2 separate regions of the Mus musculus genome follow, and region 1 is linked to region 2. The links are chromatin contacts, called in public HiChIP or PLAC-seq maps. All regions are on one chromosome and are shown on one strand. The core of a region is the stretch at or near the end of the contact, and the rest is flanking DNA. Distances in the headings are between cores, read along the strand shown. Region 1 has its middle 9.8 kb from the start of Gm46921. Region 2 has its middle 28 kb from the start of Gm46942.

Region 1 (5,099 bases), core at 427-2,926, 150 kb before region 2:
GGTAGGGGGTGGGGGATGGTTACTATCGCCAGGTGGATCATGAGTACATTGCCAACCCGTAGCTGCCCATATAGGGAAGGTGAGCTGTCAGTATTTGAAGTATGAAGCATGGGGGGGTGTGTTGACGGGGAGAAGGTTTGATGCCTAGTATTCTGCCTCTTCGTTTGCTGGCATGTGCTAATGGGTCCGATGAAACTCAATTTTTCAGCCTCAGGCTTGACTCAGATTCCTGTCACCTACAGAATGGCTAAATGGTTACATTCAAAAACCCAACCATGAGTTGCACTCTTCCCTGCACTGATGGAACAAAAATCTTGAATAAATGAATGAATTAATGAATGATGGTTGGGTAGGGGTGGAAGGGGATGTCTATGGTTTAGATCCTGATGGCGTCTGGCCTGACCATATGTCTTTAAGCTCATCCCACTCCAGCCTCAAGGCCAGTATAAATGACAGACAGATACCATGGCTTCTTCTGCAGCCTTCATCCCTGCCATTCACCTTGACCCCAGCACACATGACTTCTATCCATAAGAGCAGCCAGATGTCTTGGCTGTGCTCCCTGTGTTAACCTGCAGCTGGAGGAGGGGCTTTCCCTACTAGCTGTGAGCCCAGAATTCCTTCAAGGACAAGGGTCCCACCTGGCTTGTCAACCCAAAGCCACATGACTGAGCTAGACTTCCTAATCTTGGCTACTTTGGCCCTATACTGAACCCAGTCCTGGTCTGTGGGGTCATAGCACCCCAGGGCTGGCTTTGTCTTGTGCTTCAGCTCTCCAGGACTAAAGGCCAGTCCCTGTAGATCTTCACGGGCCTGACCAGTCTTGCCTGGTCTTTCCCAGCAACTGTCATTCCTCAGACACTCATCAGAAATCAATCATGGGTCTAAGCTGTGCTACATACCGGGGACTTCACGGTGGCCCAGACAGATTCAGACATTACCCAGAAACCCCTGGGAGAGATGGACATGGGCTTATAACTTCCAAGTGGTATGTCAAAATAGGACTAAAGATCAAGGGCTCTGTGAAATTACAGGGGTAAGTTTATTTTTTGAGATGGGGACTCATTTAGCCCAGGCAAGCTTCTAGCTGGAAATAACTTTGAATTTATGATCCTTCTGTCTTATCCCCAGTGTGCTGGGATCTTAAGTCTATGAATCCACTCCCAGTTTATGCAATACTAAAGATGGAACCCAGGGCCTTGTACATGCTAGACAAACACTTTGTCCACTGAGCTCCGTGTGCCTCGAGCCCCCCATGTTACCTTAGAAGAAGGAAAAGCCAGGACAGAAAGAGGAAGACAGACAAGATATCACATGCCAAATGGGCACCTGTGGGGACCTGATACTGTTCCCAAGATTCCGCCCTTGGAACCAGATCTCTTTCCTCCTTCAGGAAGGGATGAAATATTGCTAGCCAAGAGGACCCCAGTGCCTTTCCCAGTCACAAGGCCACAGTAGCCATGCTGATCACCCACCTCTGCAGAGGCAGCCAGCACCCCGCCCCCCTTGCCCAATAGCATCCTCTGCAGCCACCCCAGATGGTGTCTTCATGGAGTCCCACTGTGTGAAAGGGAAGAGAAAATGTGCTTCTCCCTGAAAGGGGGTGGGGGTGGGGCGGTCCAAGCCTCTGCGGCTGCACATTCTGGCCCCCAGATAACACACCGAGGGGCGTGGCAAGGCCTCTCTGACTCTTTGAAAACCCCAGCAGGAAATTGTTGTCCCAAGGAGATTAGGTGAGACTTGGAGACAAGGAGACACCGGAGGGCCGAGAAAGCCTGGAGAACACAGGGTGTGACGCAAGAGCCCAAGCAAAAATGAGCTTTCAAAAAGTTAGGTTTGCCCACCCAGCATGGTGGCACATGCCTGTAAGGGGGGTGGGCTGAGAAAGGAGAGTTGGCGGGACAGAGTCCTGAACTACATAGTAAGAAAAAAAAGTAATAGAACTTTTTATTTTAATACTAGGTTTGTTCCTTTTCTCCCCCACACCTGTTCTTAGCTGATGACCACTCCGTGGGTCCCCCGGGGAGACAAGTTGCTCGTTTGAGTGGTGTGAGGAATCCATTGGGGGGGGGGGGCGAGTGTTTCCAAGGATGGAATGTATTTGGAAAGAAATTACTTGATTACTCAGGAAAAGGTGTGACAGCAACGGAAGTCCTGTCAGGAAGCAGGGAGGGGGGCAGCACATCTGGTAATAGGACATAATTTCTTTATGCAAATGAGGCTGAAGGTCCTCAGGAAGATGCTTCCCCCACTTCCTGTGGGGAAGGGCCAATCCATCAGCTATGCACAGCGGGAAGGTGTTTACTCTCCTCTTCTCAGACGCAAGCACACAGGGTCTCAGGGGAGACCCTGGCTACAAGAAGCTACAAAGTTACTGCCATCTCTGCTGTCCCAGGCTCAAGCTTATTTGTCTAAATCTTTTGTTGGGCCAGGATTTGAAGTGGCCAAAAAAGTCTATGTGAGAAGCAGATGTTGGGGTGTGGGGGAGAGTGGAAGGGCCATCAGACCCCAAATGTAGTAAAAGAAAGGTGATGATGGGGCATGAGACAGGTGCATGCATTAAGGAAAGTCACATGACCCTGAGAATGCTTCAAGACGTTTAGAGGTTGCCCGCTCCGCCCCCGTGGTCTAACATCCTCACTTTGGTTCCTCCACAGGGGTGTGTCAGAGAGGGGGAGCTGATCTGGCGTAATGGAGGTGCAGCTAGGTGCCCAGTTACAGGTTGATTCAGAGCAGCGTTCTCAACCTTTGCGTTTTAACTCCTTTGGGAGATGGTTGAAGACCTTTTTAAAGGGGTCACCTAAAACTATGGGAATGCACAGATATTTGCATTACGATTCATGACTATCAAAATTACAGTTATGAAGCAGCAAAAAAAATAATTTTATGGTTGGGGGGTCACCACAACATGAGGAACTGTATTAAAGGGTTACAGCATTACAGGGGATGAAAACCACTGATCTAGACTGTTCCAAGGAGGAACCAATAAATACAGTAACTCCCTGTCACACACACCCTTTGTCTGCAGAGGACACACTCCAAGCCCCCCAGTGGATGCCTGAAACCACACACAGACCTATATTTTGTTACTCTAACAGACTTGGGAGAAAGTTTGATTTATAAATTGGGCACAGTAAAAAGTCACCAATATGTAGTAATGTATTAGAACAATTAGGGTCAGAGGGATGGCTCAAGGGGCATGCCACAAGTCTGAGGACCTGAGTTCAATCCCTGGGATTCCCATAGTGGAAGGACAGAACGGACCCCTGTAAATCGACCTCTGACATCCACACATGTACCAGGGAACATTCATACCCACTTACACACAGACGCACACAAGATAAACAAAATGTAACTTTAAAAAAATAATAAAGTAAAAAGAAATAGAACAATTACAACATGTAAACAAAAGCTATATTTAAATCAAAGTACATCTATACTTTAAATTAATTGCATAATTTTGAAATGAGATCTCTATATATAGCCCAGGCATCTCAGAACTCACCATCCCCCTGCATCCACCTCTGAGTGCTAGGATAACAGGAGTGTACCACTACATTTGACTATGGCTTTTTTTTTTTTTTTTTTTTTTTTTTTTTTACTTTTTTTATTTAAGACAGTGTTTCTCTGTGTGGCTCTGGCTGTCCCGGAACTCACTCTTGTAGACCAGACTGGTCTTGAACTCACAGATATCCTCCTGCCTCTGCCTCCCACATATTAGAATACCCCTACCCTGCTTGGACTTTTTTATCTGTATCATTTTACTGAGAGTGAAAGCAGACAGAGAAGGAGAACAGCTGAGATCCGCATTAAGTATTAAGAGGCCAATGGAGGACACGGGAGTGATTCCCAGTGGTTGGGAGTGTTAGCAATCTGTCTAAGCTCCACCCCCACAGTTACCTGGCAACAGCCAAGTATGCTCCACCCCACAGTTTCCTGGCAGCAGCCAGGTAGGCCCGCCCACGAAAAAAGGGTTCCGCTCACCCCCTCCTCTGGGTTTCTCTGTGTAGTCCTGGCTGTCCTGGAACTCACTCTGTAGACCAGGCTGGCCTCGAACTCAGAAATCCGCCTGCCTCTGCCTCCCAAGTGCTGGGATTAAAGGTGTGCACCACCACTGCCCGGCACACCCCCTCCTCTCTCTCTTGATCTCTTGTTCCTTTGTTGCTCCTTTGCTCTTCCCTTCCACCCCTCTTCTTTCTCCATTCCCTTCCCCCTGTCTCTCCACGTGCTCATAGATAGCCTCTACTTATCTACTCTCTCCCTCTCTCTGCCTTTCTCTGCCTCTACTACCCTCTTAGCTCCCTTCCCCATGCCCTGAATAAACTATTTTATATTATACCATCCTGTGGTTGGTCCCCTAGGGGGAAGGGATGCCTTGGTATGGGCCTGTTGAGACATCCCCTTCCCCCATACCTGACTATACACCCATAGAACATATTCCTCTTTCTCTTTCCCTTTTTATAAACACATCAGGGAGCGCCCACTGCTCTTCCAGACCTTGGTTCAGTTACCTGCACCCACACAGCCGCTCACAACTGTCCTCCCGTGCCAGGGCATCCAACCTCCTCTTCTGAGCTCTTCATGCAGCAGACACAGGTCACAGACATATATGCAGGCACTTACAAATATGGCAAGACATAATTAAGTTTTTTTTTAAGAGAGAGGTTTTGGGGGTATTTTTAATGGCTTATTTATTTTTATGTGCATTGGTGTTTTGCCTGCCTGGATGTCTGTGTTAGGGTGTCAGAACCCCAAGAGCTGGACTTACAGACAATTGTGAGCTGTCATGTGGATGCTGGGAATTGAACCTGGGTCCTCCGGAAGAGCAGCCAGTGGCCTTAACTGTTGAGCCATCTCTCCAGCCTGAGAGAGATTATTTATGAGTGAGTGGCTCACATCATTAGCAACACTTGGAAATCCTGTCATTCTCTTTGCAGGCAAGAGGCTCAGTGGACCCAGGATCAGGTCTGGGAATCCCACATGAGTCCTCGTTTGAGTACAAAAGTCAGGTCTGAGAGAGGAAGGCAGGGAGGGTGGAGTGTAAGTCCTGGCTGGGGCCTGAGCCTCAGAGCTAAAAGCACGTGGCCACATTGGGTACA
Region 2 (5,378 bases), core at 1,090-3,589:
TGGGCCAGGAAGCAGCACTATTAGAAGGTATGACCCTGTTAGAATGGGTGTGGCCTTGTGAAGTGGGTGTGCCCTGTTGGAGGAGGCGTGGCCTTGTTGGAGTGGGTTTGGCCTTGTTGGAGTAGGTGTGTCATAGAGGGCATGGGCTTTAAGATCCTCATCCTTCCTGCCTAGAAGCCAGTCTTCTCCTAGCAACCTTCAGACAAAGATGTAGAACTCTTAGCTCCTCCTGCACCATGCCTGCGTGGATGCTACCATGCCCCTGCCTTGATGATAATGGACTGAACCTCTGAACCTGTAAGCCAGCCCCAATTAAATGTTGTCCTTATAAGACTTGCCTTGGTCATGGTGTCTGTTCACAACAGTAAAACACTCCCTAAGACACAGACCTTTGAATCAGTAGTTCCTTGTGTCCACCACATACTGCTCTTGGGCAAATGAGGAAACTGAGGCCTGGAAACTGAGGTCATGCAGCTGAGTTGTGGCCCCTACAGTCCCTACAACCTCTATCCCAGCTAGGAGCCCAATTTATAGCTGCTTCCTTCTTTATGTGGTGCCAACTAAACTTCTGGCTTGGCTCTCCTGGTGAGAAAACATGATTCTCTATATTTGTAAGGCTGGTGGGCAACAGACACATATCCACATGAGGTAAAGGTGTGTTTCCACAAATCTTGGTGCTCTGAGTCACCAAGCTGGCCTTTACTTTAGACTTATTTTCGTGTTTGCCTGCATGTATGGTGTGTGCACATGTGTGCAGTGCCCACAGAGGGCAGAAGAGGGTGACAGTTCCCTAAAATTGAAGCCGTATATTGTTGTAAGGTGTCATGTGGGTGTGGGATCTGAATTCGGGTCCTCTGGAAGACTAGAGAGTGCTCTTAATCTCTGAGATATCACACACACACACACACACACACACACACACACACACACACTGCCATGACTTTTTTTTAAGCTAGTATCTTATTATGTAGACCAAGCTGGCCTTGAACTCACCATCCTCTTCCTCAGCTTCCCATGTGCTAGGATTACAAGTGTCTGCCACTAGGCCCAGCCAAGCTACCCTGCATGTATATCCAGCCACTGCTGGCATAAGGCATGGTAACCCTACAGTCCATGTTTGCTTATAGAGGCAGAGCACTGCAGCTCAGGTGCCTAGCATGGAAGGAGCCCGGGATTTGTTGTTGGCACCGGGATGGGTGGTATACATCTGTTCCCAAAGAGGAACCAAGCAGGCAAGCAAACAGACAAACAAAAACTAACCGTGGTGTCGCACACCTTTAATCTCAGCACTGCAGTTTAGAGGCGGAGGCAGGAGGATCTCTGAGTGCCAGACCAGACAGGGCTACATAGTTTTCTCAAAAGGAAACAAAAAACAAAAACGAAAAACAACAAAACCCTTCAAAATAATAATTTAAATGCATGAATGCATAAATTGGCACTTTGTCAAGGTCAAATGGGCACTAAGCACTTCGCTGTCTAGCAGAAGCTCTGGGCTTCTTCACCAGTGTGTACAACAGACACTAAGCCACTGTCTCTAGGTAACAGGGACTTTCTACTCTGTCATCTTGCAGGACACTGTCATATATGCCTGTATTAGATGAGCAAAGGTGTTTTTGTGTAAGTTACCTTCCCTTCAATGCTTCCAGCCCTGTGGTGGCCTATGTGGACAACCTGTTGGCTCTCAACAACAGAAGATAGACTTGCTTACCTCCTCCGGAGGTACCCAAGACCCTGCTATAAGTAATCTGTGAGCATCACTCCTGGCGTGGCAGGGTTTACCGTTCACCAGTTATCTACACAGGAAACTGACATTCACAGACATTAAATGCCCATCGCAGGTCACATGGCTCAACGACAACTTGATTTACAGCCCCCACCCCTAGCCCCCACCCTGTCTGGCTGCCCCGGAGCCTATGATGAAGTGATTCCAATAGCGGAAAGTCATGTCACCTCTGTGCCCCAAATAACCAGGCCTGGGCTTGAGACCAAGCATCTCCCTCCGCAGCCACAGTGACCGCAGCAGCTCCCTCAGACGGCCACCTTCACCTCTTTTATTTTATTGTTTTCCCTCGTTTTATTGCCTTGGCACAAGGCCGACGGCAGAGGGTAGGCAGAGATCAGAGTCCGCCTCTCCTCTGGAAATGACTTCGGAGTTCAGCCCGCCCTCCTCCCAGTGTTTGGAACCTAACGTTCTGGAAAGTGGATCGCAGGACGGATCGCTGCCGCCACCGCCGCCGCTGCTGCTGCTGCTGCCGCCGGCGGCTTCCGCCACCGGATCTCACTTAAGGGCACAAAAGCTGGGAAATTTCAGAGCCAGTCTGGCCCAGAGGGTGGAGAAGAGGACCTGAGCTCTTGAGCCAGCCTTCAAAAGAGTCTCCCTGGCTGCAGGGAATACGGAGACCACCCGCCGGCCAGCCTGCTCCACTGCAAACAGGAAACCCCAGAGTTTATAGATGACCCCGTTACAAGGCAAATGTTTTGGAACAAATTGTTCATTTAAGTCCTTGTTTTCCACTAGCTTCTCATACTGGATTCCCCCCCCCTCCCCTTTTCCTCCAGCCCACTGTCCTTGTTAAACCAGGGCCGTGGCGCCACCTGCTGCCCATCCTGTGATGACAGTAGCGTCTCCAGTGGGATTCCGGGGCCCTGGGTCCCTCTCCCCACCTCTCAGATGGATGGGACGATAGTCCCCCTCATCCTGGCCCCCGGATTTGTGGTTAAGATCATGAGCCAAGTCGCTGGAGAAGTGCTCTGTGGCTAGGTGACCTGAGACTCCCTGTCCCCATTATTCATCCTCAGGGACAGCAGGGCTCCCACGTGCAGAAAAGACAAACCAGATGGTATCACCAGGCAAAGCCCGGGCTTGGTTTCCCCGCAGGCAGCCACACCAGCATCAGCTAACCACGTGACTCCGCGGCCTCCATTTCTTTCGGATTCCACAGTAGCCCCTAAGGCAGGTGGGATGGAAGGTCGCGCGTGGGCCTGGCGGGCAGTACACGCTCTTTCTGCATGTCCACTTGCCCAGTCTAGACCTCGTGGAAGTGATATATTTATCGCCACAGAATGAACAGGAGCCCCAAGTGTCTGGAGATGTACGTCAGCTGATAGAGCACTTACCCAACATGCATGAAGTCCTGGGTTCGATTCCCGAATGTCATATAAACAGGGCATAGCGGAAACATACCTATCTTCCTAGCACTGGGAGGTAGAGGCAGGAGGATCAGAAGTTCAACTTTACATAGCTTGATGTCAGTCTGGTCTCAAAGAAGGAAGATACAAAGAATAGAAGCCACAAGAGTTCTGGGCCTGCAGCCTGACATCAGCTCCCCCCCCCCCCCGCCCCTCCCGCTCCCCAAACCTCGGGCAAATTGTCTTCCCCCCCCCCCAAGCCTCAGTTTCCCACGGTGTGTAAAGAGGCAGTAATAGTCACTAGATCTCAAGAGGTTGAACCGCGGGGCTTAGAGACAATCTGTGCTTGTCATTCTTCCTGAAGGGGAAAGAGCAATTAGCAAATGGTTTGAGGAGGGGCCAGTGAAGGAGCAAGTTCACATCCAGGAGTGGGTTAGTGAGAATTCAGTCACCAACTGGGCCTTCTCTGCCTCACCCAGATACTTTGTTTTACTCCTTGTGGAGGAGCTCTGACTGGCACCTCGGTTTATCTATCTGTCCGATGGGCACAGCGTCTGTCCATTCGACCTGCTTCTTAGAAACGTAACAGGAATCTATCCAGTGATTTATATGAAACTGTTTAGGGATTTTTTTTTTTAAAGAATAAAAGAAAGGAAGATGGAAGGGCAGGAGAGAGGAAGGGAGGAAATATTTTTCTTCATTTAGGGTATCTCCATGTTCCTGATTGCTTTGCTGTCATGCTCCAGAGGAACTGAGGACTACCTGAGACAAGCTGGATTCCTCTTGACACAAACTAGGAATCATAGCCCACACCAGCATCAGTACCAGGGACATCTGACAACGCAAAGGCTGAAGCAGTTAAACTCTTTGCTCCCAGTGAAAGTTCCGAGCGCATCCATGACATAGGTCCCCGAGCTAATGCGGGGGACATAAGAGAGTGCAAAGAGGAGGTCAAGTTATTGAGGAAGGGGTCATTACAGGAGAGAAGAGGGCCAAATGGTATCAGGACACTGCTCTAGGCCCAACTCAGAAACTGTGGGGAGGAGTTTGTCTTGGTCCTGGGAGTCCTGGGGAGCCACAGAGGACTGGTAATCAAAGGAGGAGCCTACCCAGAAAAAGAATCCAGACAGCAGCTCGAGGGGTAGAGCTTAACGAGGGCCACAGGGCAATTTAGGGTGACCCAGTACATCTGTTGGTCCTAGATCACATGCTTTCTTGGATCATGGGATCTTCAGGTTTCAACTCCCAAGGTCCTGGAGTAGGATAACCGTTGAGAATGTCACCCTTTTAGAATTATGCCACACAGGTATTCTGGCTAGTGTCCTCTCTTCTATCTCCCCCTCCCCCTTTATCTGCTCTTAAAAATAATCCGTCTTTCACCTCATTCCGTGCCACTTGGGTCTTGTTCTCTGATAGACAGGATAACAGATTACCAAACCAGGGCTGGGTCGCATGCTAGCCTCTTTGTGGTAATATTTGTGCAGCTGAATACAGTGTTTTAATCGGATGGAGTTATTCTAAAGATAAAAATTCTAGCCCCATCCAAGATGAGAGAATTTTTGGGGAGGGTGCAGGTTAGAGGCACAACTATTCGCTCTCAGCATCTCTCCATCTTACCCTGTACAGAAGAGTCTCTGTCTTCCTGGCTCTCAGCTCGCCCACCCCACCCCAACCACACAAGCCTGCAGGATCCTGCTCTGTTTAAATATTCTGTAAATAATGCTGACTGCGGAACTTTGAAGACCGACTTTGCAGAAGCCCCACCTTAGAATTGCAGAATGTCAGAGCAGAGGCAGATGTTTCCCTTGCCTAGCCAGGGTCAGAAAAATACAAGGAACCAGGGCTGCCCCTTTCTCTGCTATGGGGCCACAGCAGACATTACTAATCAATCACCGCACTGTCTCTCTGAGCTGCTTTAGAGCCTTAGAATCCTTCCAGGTGGCCCAAGCAGGAGCCGCCAGTGCTTGAATCTAGAAATCACTGCTATGCTAACGTTTTATTGAGTACATTTGCTATGTTCCTTCATCCATGTTTCTTTTTGTTGTTTTAACTACAGTGGTCAGGCATTCAGTACCATTCAGGCTAGACCATCCTTGTTGGAAGGCAACTGTCTTGGGCATTGTTGAGCAGCACCCTGGGTTTGTATGGACTAGATACCACTGTGAGCCTTTCCCTAAAAATTGTGACAAGCCTGCGACACCTCTGGCTACTTGCCAAGTGTCCGCTGGGTGGGGAGAAGATGGGAGCAA

The links. HiChIP or PLAC-seq counts read pairs in DNA pulled down with a chosen protein or histone mark.
Region 1: a contact with region 2 is called in an H3K27ac HiChIP or PLAC-seq map of trophoblast stem cells, with 5 times the contacts expected there. The contact joins two enhancer-like sites. A contact is called at or near these places in 1 of 15 datasets of contacts at CTCF or cohesin (large pre-B cells), 13 of 484 Hi-C or Micro-C datasets (the C2C12 cell line, CD4 T cells, CD8 T cells and 9 more), 16 of 115 datasets of contacts at active chromatin or transcription factors (the NIH/3T3 cell line, bone marrow-derived macrophages, craniofacial prominence and 12 more) and 1 of 9 other capture datasets (embryonic stem cells).

What each region holds. Positions count from the first base shown.
Region 1 is chr5:118,480,293-118,485,391 of GRCm38.p6, reverse strand. No RefSeq gene overlaps it. Among named protein-coding and RNA genes, the nearest start is that of Gm46921, 9.8 kb to the left of the region's middle. Within about 2 kb of position 1,676, at least 90 of the 459 cell types and tissues checked have an H3K27ac peak or open chromatin away from gene starts, as enhancers often do. A contact at or near this core is called in embryonic stem cells, neutrophils and trophoblast stem cells, where this site is marked.
Region 2 is chr5:118,328,957-118,334,334 of GRCm38.p6, reverse strand. No RefSeq gene overlaps it. Among named protein-coding and RNA genes, the nearest start is that of Gm46942, 28 kb to the left of the region's middle. Within about 2 kb of position 2,339, at least 134 of the 459 cell types and tissues checked have an H3K27ac peak or open chromatin away from gene starts, as enhancers often do. A contact at or near this core is called in embryonic stem cells, neutrophils and trophoblast stem cells, where this site is marked.